Regions from separate parts of the Sus scrofa genome. Here region 1 is linked to region 2. Evidence: chromatin contacts called from public HiChIP or PLAC-seq data. All regions are on one chromosome and are shown on one strand. The core of a region is the stretch at or near the end of the contact, and the rest is flanking DNA. Distances in the headings are between cores, read along the strand shown.

Region 1 (3,491 bases), core at 547-3,046, 120 kb after region 2:
ACATGTAGATTATAAATGTATATTTATGTACAGAGTTCCCTGAAATCTGAACAGAAGGATTTAGGGGGGAGGAACTGTACTCAACCACTCAGTGTTTTTAGATTTGAATTATCAATGAATAATAGTAACAATGAGGATTGTGCTGCTGCTGTTATTACAACTATTTCTACTATCGTCTAGGGTTTACTGGGAATGTAATGTGGGCCAGACACCTTTCTAAGACATTTACATAAATGCACTAACTCAGTTTATCCTCACAACAACCCTATGAGGTTGACTGATGAGAAAGTGAAGGCTGCGAAAGGTTAACTAACTAGTAAATAGTGGAGAGAAGGTTGGAATCTGAGCAGTCTGGTTCTGAAGCCAATGCTCTCAATAACTACACAGCGTAGTTTCCAGCAGCAATGATGAGGGCACGGATTCTAAGGAAAAAGTCATTGAAAAGTGCTTCTTTGGGATGATCACTGGATTTTCAAACATTTAAAAACGTGTGTTTAAATTACAGTCTTCTTAAACCCCAAACTTTATAAGCAAGAATGAAATGACAGTTCAATACATGCTGAATCCTTTAGTTGTCTGCTCTCAGGCTGCATGATTTCTGAATGTTTATTAAATAAGACAGGGAAGGAAACTTGGGGAAGGAAGAGGTTTAGCTACTATGGATATTCGCTTCATGTGTGTGTGCAGCCAAGGAAAAGGAAGAAAAGAACTGGGAAAAGGGGGAAAGGGAAAATAGAAGTTTCTTTGGAAATCAAGAATAGGCCAGGTAACACTGTCAAGAATACAGCCTTAAGACATAACTACAGGGAAAGGGTAAAGTAAGAACAATTTAAGAGCAAAAGTGATTAACCACAATGTTTACTCTCTTCATTGACACAGATCAACCTTTGTTAAAATCTGTAGAGCTTCAGCATTAATTTCACCATTCCATTGCCCCAACCTTGTTTCTGTTTGTATGGAGTTTGGAGTCTGTATAACAATCTTACCTTTCTCCTTAGGCAGTGAAAACGAAGAAGCAGAAAGGGAATACCAAAATGATAATCAAGCAAGTTGGGTCCAGCGTATGCTGATGGCCTTGGTGAGTGATTCAGCTTTGTTCAATACCAGAGAGGGACGTGCCGGGAAGGTGCACAACTTCATGCTGGGCCTGAATCTCAATACGTCCTACCCAATGTCTCCTCTGAGAAACTTTACCACCCAGGAGTCCTTGGATGAAGATGAACTGGATACAGCAGTAGCAGGTAAGCACCCCGGATGGAATCCTTGGAAGTTAGTTCAGGAGCTCTTTCTTCCTTCTCTAGGGAGGAACATTCTAATTCTTGCTAATAATAAGTCCTTTGTAATCAAATTAAAAAGCATGCACTTAACGTGTGAAGGGCTCTGAATTATTGTTTCGGTTTTTCGGAGAGGGCAGTGAAAATACATTGGATGGAAAATGGCATAGTCATATCAGCATAAACAATTTTCATTGAACTATTGAGTGGGAGCGTATCTCCTTTCTGTGTTGGTCAAAGTTCACACACAGAAAACAGGAAACCCTCTCCCTTGTTTAACTGAAAGGGGTTTAAAGTAGGGAATTAGGTGCTTACAAAATTGTTCCATGGCTTGGAGGAGCAAGGTCCAGGCTGAGCGTCTAGGAATGAGTCCAATAACACTTCAAAATCACTCCCACAAACTCCCCCACCACCGTGCTTGGCGGTAGAAATAGCAGAAACATAGCCTCTGTCTCATTTCCTCCTTCCAGCCTCTCGTGGGTGTTTCTCCTTGGCAAAGGCTGGCTCTCAGGAGAAGCCAAGCTGGGAGGGAATCTGGTGAACGTGATCCTCAGCCCGGCTCTCCAGTGCAGTGCAGAAATGTGTGCAGCCTAGGGCTGGGAGCAGAACTGAGTTCACCAGTCTGCAGCGCCCGTCGGGCTAGTGACTCTGTCCCTCCAGTCCTCAGAAAGGTTAAGTAACCTTTTGAGGCCACCTCCTGAGAACCCACTCACTTTCAGGTTTGTCGCTTAGCCAAACTCCAAAGAACACTCGCTTTGAAGCTTCAGTTCCATGCATGTTCCAGATTAAAAGTTAAATTTGTCTTGGTGACTCATCCCTATGTAATAATCTTTCTTATAATGCTCCTGTCATCTTAAATTTTTCTACTTCATCGTACCATCTTGTTTCCCTTAACTACCCAAATGGCATTTCTCTGTTATTTCTGCCTAAGAATGCTAACAGGGGGGCTCTGAAAACATAAGTGGAATTTTTCTAAAACCTTTCCACTTACTCTTTGCTTCAGAATTCTCCCTGTTCGATGTTTGTGAAAATTAGGACATGGCTTTAGATCTTGTCGTTTAGGTAATGCTGTTTCTATTTGCTGCTTGAGCTTAAGGGAAATTACAAAAGCAAAAGCTACCCTTGTGGTTTCCACAGAGAAATAGAAACTCACCATATTTTGCATTATGTTTGTGGCATCAAAGTCTAGGATATGAGGTAGGTCTGATTATACACCTATAATGCCAGCCCTTCCATATGAACTATAATAAAAGTCTATTTGGAATAAAGTCAGTGTCTTTTTTTAAATTCATCTAAGATAAAAAGACTTCACTGTACAATCAGTGATGTTATTTTTGTGCGTGTTGTGGCACATGCTTTTACATATTGCCATTAAAATGCCAATTAAGGAGTTCCCGTCATGGCCCAGCAGAAACGAATCCGACTAGGAACCATGAGGTTGCTAGTTCGATCTCTGGCCTCACTCAGTAAGTAGGGTTAGGATCTGGCATTGCCATGAGCTGTGGTGTAGGCCGCAGACACAGCTTGGATCCTGTGTTGCTGTGGCTGTGGCATAAGCCAGTAGCTATAGCTCCCATTCGACCCCTCGCCTAGGAACCTCCGTATGCCACAGGGGCAGCCCTAGAAAGAAAGAAAAAAAAAAGGCCAACTAAATATCTTCTTTAGAAATTCAAGTTTTATGAATGAATGATGATGGGCTTAAAAAAAAAAAACCCTCATAGAGCATTTAGAACTAGAAAGATTCTTTAGTTATTTTACTCTATAGAAAAGGAAGATTAAAGATAGTTTGCCTGGAATTGCTCAACTGAGCTAGAACTTGAGCATTGCTCAGAAGCCATTCCTTCCTGCTACACCCCCTTCCTCATTGGCCTTGGTTTTATTAGTCATTGTCTTGCTGATGTAAAAATGGAACTTTCCTTTATGTCTACTTATTACATCTGTTTTATGTTATTGCTTTGATTACATCACCGAGCACCATCTGTGGTTTGCACAGCATGGATTCTGTGCTCTATATTTTCACAATTTTCTGGTAGTTTTGCAATAGTTCATGTAGATTTGGAGGTGTCAGGGCTACTAGTGCTTGGTTAAATTTGAATTCCAAATTATAGATAGATAGATAGATAGATAGATAGATAGATAGATAGATAGATAGAGAGTATGCCCCTTGTAACATTTGAGACATATTTGTTCTAAAAATTATTTGCTATTTATCTGAAA
Region 2 (3,267 bases), core at 604-3,103:
ATTATACATATATGTATAAGTTCATAATGAATAACACATAGTAGGTCAGGTTTGACTGCTAGATGCAACTGTGTGACTAGAAACATTAGGTCTTGCAAATGTTTCTGAATTTCAGTCAGTAAATTGACACACTTCCTATTTGCCCCATACTTTTATGTCCACAGTTTTAACAAGATAAGCAAGTTGAGCACAGTACCTTGGCAATAAACCGAGGTTTGTGACCCCTTGTAGAAGGATTTATAATTGTAGAAGAGACAATATCTGCCTAGGATAGTCTAGGGGAAGGTAAGTGGTATCTTATAAGTTTTCTTTGGGCTCTCATTTTTTATTTCTTGAAATTAAAGGACTTTTTTTACATGCATTTGAGGCAATACCATAAAAGTATTAAGAAAAATCATTTACAGCAATTAAGGATTTATAGAAAAGTAATTTTGGGAAAAATATTTAAAGATGAATGCCGTTACGGGGACATGCTATATGGACTCCTGCATCTATAACTAAAATTTCTTAATGTCCATCAGTCCCTTGTTATTATCTACCACAAACCTCAAACAGGTATCAACTTCCTTTCCACTCAATTGTTATGAAGTAGAGACAGATGAATTTAAAATTGATTGAACTTAGATCTCAAAGAGATAACTCTAGGGCATTTCTGTCATTCATGGAATAGTCTTGAAAATTACTACTTTCAATGTACAATGGGAATTCATAGTCAGCTATAATGTCAAAGTATCATTATATCCTTGATTATTGAAGGATGACATATTTTAGGAAGATTTCTCGCAGTGAAAATTCTAATTTATAGGGGTTTCTCAGTTAATTAAAAATTTAGTTGGAAAATATTATGATGATAATATAATCTGCTACTTGCTTATTTTTTGAGGTAGTGATCGCCAGGGATTTCTATTTAAAATTAGTAAAAGTTTACAATATTTATATGGGATTTTTTTTGTGTGTATGTGTCCTTATCACTAACAATCCCTCTGTTCTCAATGAAAAGCAATATAAGAAAGAATCAGTTTTGTGAGACTCATTCAGTGTTTACAGAAATTTATACTATCTGCTTAAATTATGTGTTAAATTGACAAGTTGGCTTGGCTGATTAATACCTTAAAGTTATTGTCACAATGAAGAGAACATTGTTGTATAACTTACAATTCTCTGTAAAGAAACGAATTTTTAGATACTATTTTATGAATATATATAGCATGCCTAAGAAAGAATAGGAAAAATCTGTCTTTTTAACATTTAGAAAAAGAAGAGTTATTAGGGGAAGCCATGTAGATAGACTGTACTTTTTTTCGCTTAAGAATTTTTACCTGTTTACCTGTTGGGTCAAGAAGAAAATGCAGATGTAACATCAACCAGGAATCACTGACCACTGAGTTCACCAAATCAGTATGTTCTAATTGCTACTGACTACATTCCAGGCACTGTGCTATATTTAGGGACTACTTGGGTGAGTAAAGATTTAATACCCCCTTGGAGAAGAGAGAATAATTAAGGAAATAATGGGTAATATAAGATGCAAATGGACTTGAATAGTACAGGCTGACCTGGGGAAATGAAGGATGGAAAGGTGAAGTTTAAGCTGAGATGTGAGGGACGAGAAGCCATGTGTGGAGAGCGAATGGTGTGGCTTATTACGGAGGATCCAGGAGTAGCATTTGTAAATAAGCCTGCAAAGGAGCAACCAAGGAATTAATGCAAAACTAGGAGTTAGGACGATGTCATGGGAGCAAAGAAGTGAAAGTGGTTCCAGAAAAACAGGATAGAAAAGCGATGACTGACTGCATTTAAAAAACCAGGAAGTCACTAGCGATCTTGATGAGAGCAGCTCTGGTGGAGTGGTGGGGACGCGGTGGGGTGGCAGAGGGCATGAAAGTGAGGACTCTGAGGATGCGGATAGACAGCGTGTGAGCAAATGGTCCATTAGAAAAATGTGAAGCAGCACAACAGGGGAGAGAGACATGGAGGGAAAAGGAAATGGAGACGAGAGAGACTGTAAAAAGCTTGCCCATCAGATTATCCCGTAGAAGGTCAAGTTGGATGATTCAGAAAAGACAGGCACAGCTTTCCGAGTGAAGCCAGTTGAGGAGGAGAGAGGGATTTTGCGTCCCAAACACATGTGGGGCCAGGTCCAGTACAGGGGGAGGAACTCTGCCTTCTTGGTGACAGAGAGAAGGAGAACCCAGGTACTCTGGCAGAGAAGTTTGAGGGTTTGCGGGTGAGAAGATGAACTTCCCCTTGTGACGCCTTCTGTTGTCTCTGTGAAAGGAGATGAGGTCACTACCCAAGAGTGGGGGTGGGGATAAGGTGAGAAACTTGAAGGGGAGAAGAAAGTCCTTTTCTAAGGTGGAAATGCAAGGGCACCAGAAAACCTAGAAAGATGCTGTGTGGTGGCCAGAGCCTCTGAGAATGTGGACCAAAATAAAACCACTTTAGCAGGTTATGTGGTTTTTCTCCAGTTATGCTAAGAACGAACCCAGAGAAGCTAGGTCTGCTGAATTTCTCTAGAGGGTTTTTTGTTTGTGTTTGTTTGTTTGTTTTTGTTTTGTGTGGGAGTTTTTAAAGGAAGAAAGAAAATCGGGAAATCACTATAATGAATGACCAGAAAACAAAATACCTAAAACAAAAGTGCATAGAAATTCATGAGCTTATAGAATGCAGATCTTTTGATCCAGGGTAATTATTAACCAGTAAGATGGAATCACAGATTGCCTTGTTTTCCAGCATTTGGTCGGCAAAGACAGAGCCTTTGTTCCTTTCAAACACTTGGATTTTTTGCCTGGCCAATTGCTAGGCCCAGTTCCACACATCATCGCATCTCAGTGCATTTACCTGTTCCGGGAGCCATCATGCTGGGTTGCTTTTCCTTCACGTCCTAGGTGCCAGAATTATTGTTTTAAGTTCTGAATACTTAACCATTGTCTTGCCTGCCTTTCTTGGATGGCCAGCTAAGTTCTTGAGTCTGGTTTCTATCTTACTCCTCACCCTTTGCCTACTTTCCTCCTTCAGATTCTTGAGGCCACCTTAATGTTCCCTAAAAGATAATGCTTTATAGAATTGGGACCATTCCAAATCTGCAGTGTAAAGACGGCTGAAACGTTTAGTAATAATAACCACCTGTCGCAAAAGAGGGTCCTTTACAGCTCTGCTATCAGGATGTCCTTCTTCAGCCTGACAAAAATCCTTCATTTTGCAACTTAAAGTCATTTCATTTCCTTTTTTTTTTCTTTTCAATCTTTAGAGCTTTAGAGAACAGCT

What was found. HiChIP or PLAC-seq counts read pairs in DNA pulled down with a chosen protein or histone mark.
Region 1: an H3K27ac HiChIP or PLAC-seq map of alveolar macrophages shows a contact between it and region 2. The contact joins two enhancer-like sites. A contact is called at or near these places in 2 of 47 Hi-C or Micro-C datasets (epiblast stem cells and liver) and 1 of 2 datasets of contacts at active chromatin or transcription factors (alveolar macrophages).

What each region holds. Positions count from the first base shown.
Region 1 is chr9:128,129,710-128,133,200 of Sscrofa11.1, forward strand. PLA2G4A (cytosolic phospholipase A2) reads left to right here. Exons shown (of 23, transcript XM_021063827.1): 19 at 999-1,241. Among named protein-coding and RNA genes, the nearest start is that of PTGS2, 270 kb to the left of the region's middle. Within about 2 kb of position 1,797, at least 20 of the 83 cell types and tissues checked have an H3K27ac peak or open chromatin away from gene starts, as enhancers often do. A contact at or near this core is called in alveolar macrophages, where this site is marked.
Region 2 is chr9:128,007,153-128,010,419 of Sscrofa11.1, forward strand. The region is part of intron 6 of PLA2G4A (cytosolic phospholipase A2); the gene reads left to right. Among named protein-coding and RNA genes, the nearest start is that of PTGS2, 150 kb to the left of the region's middle. Within about 2 kb of position 1,854, at least 22 of the 83 cell types and tissues checked have an H3K27ac peak or open chromatin away from gene starts, as enhancers often do. A contact at or near this core is called in alveolar macrophages, where this site is marked.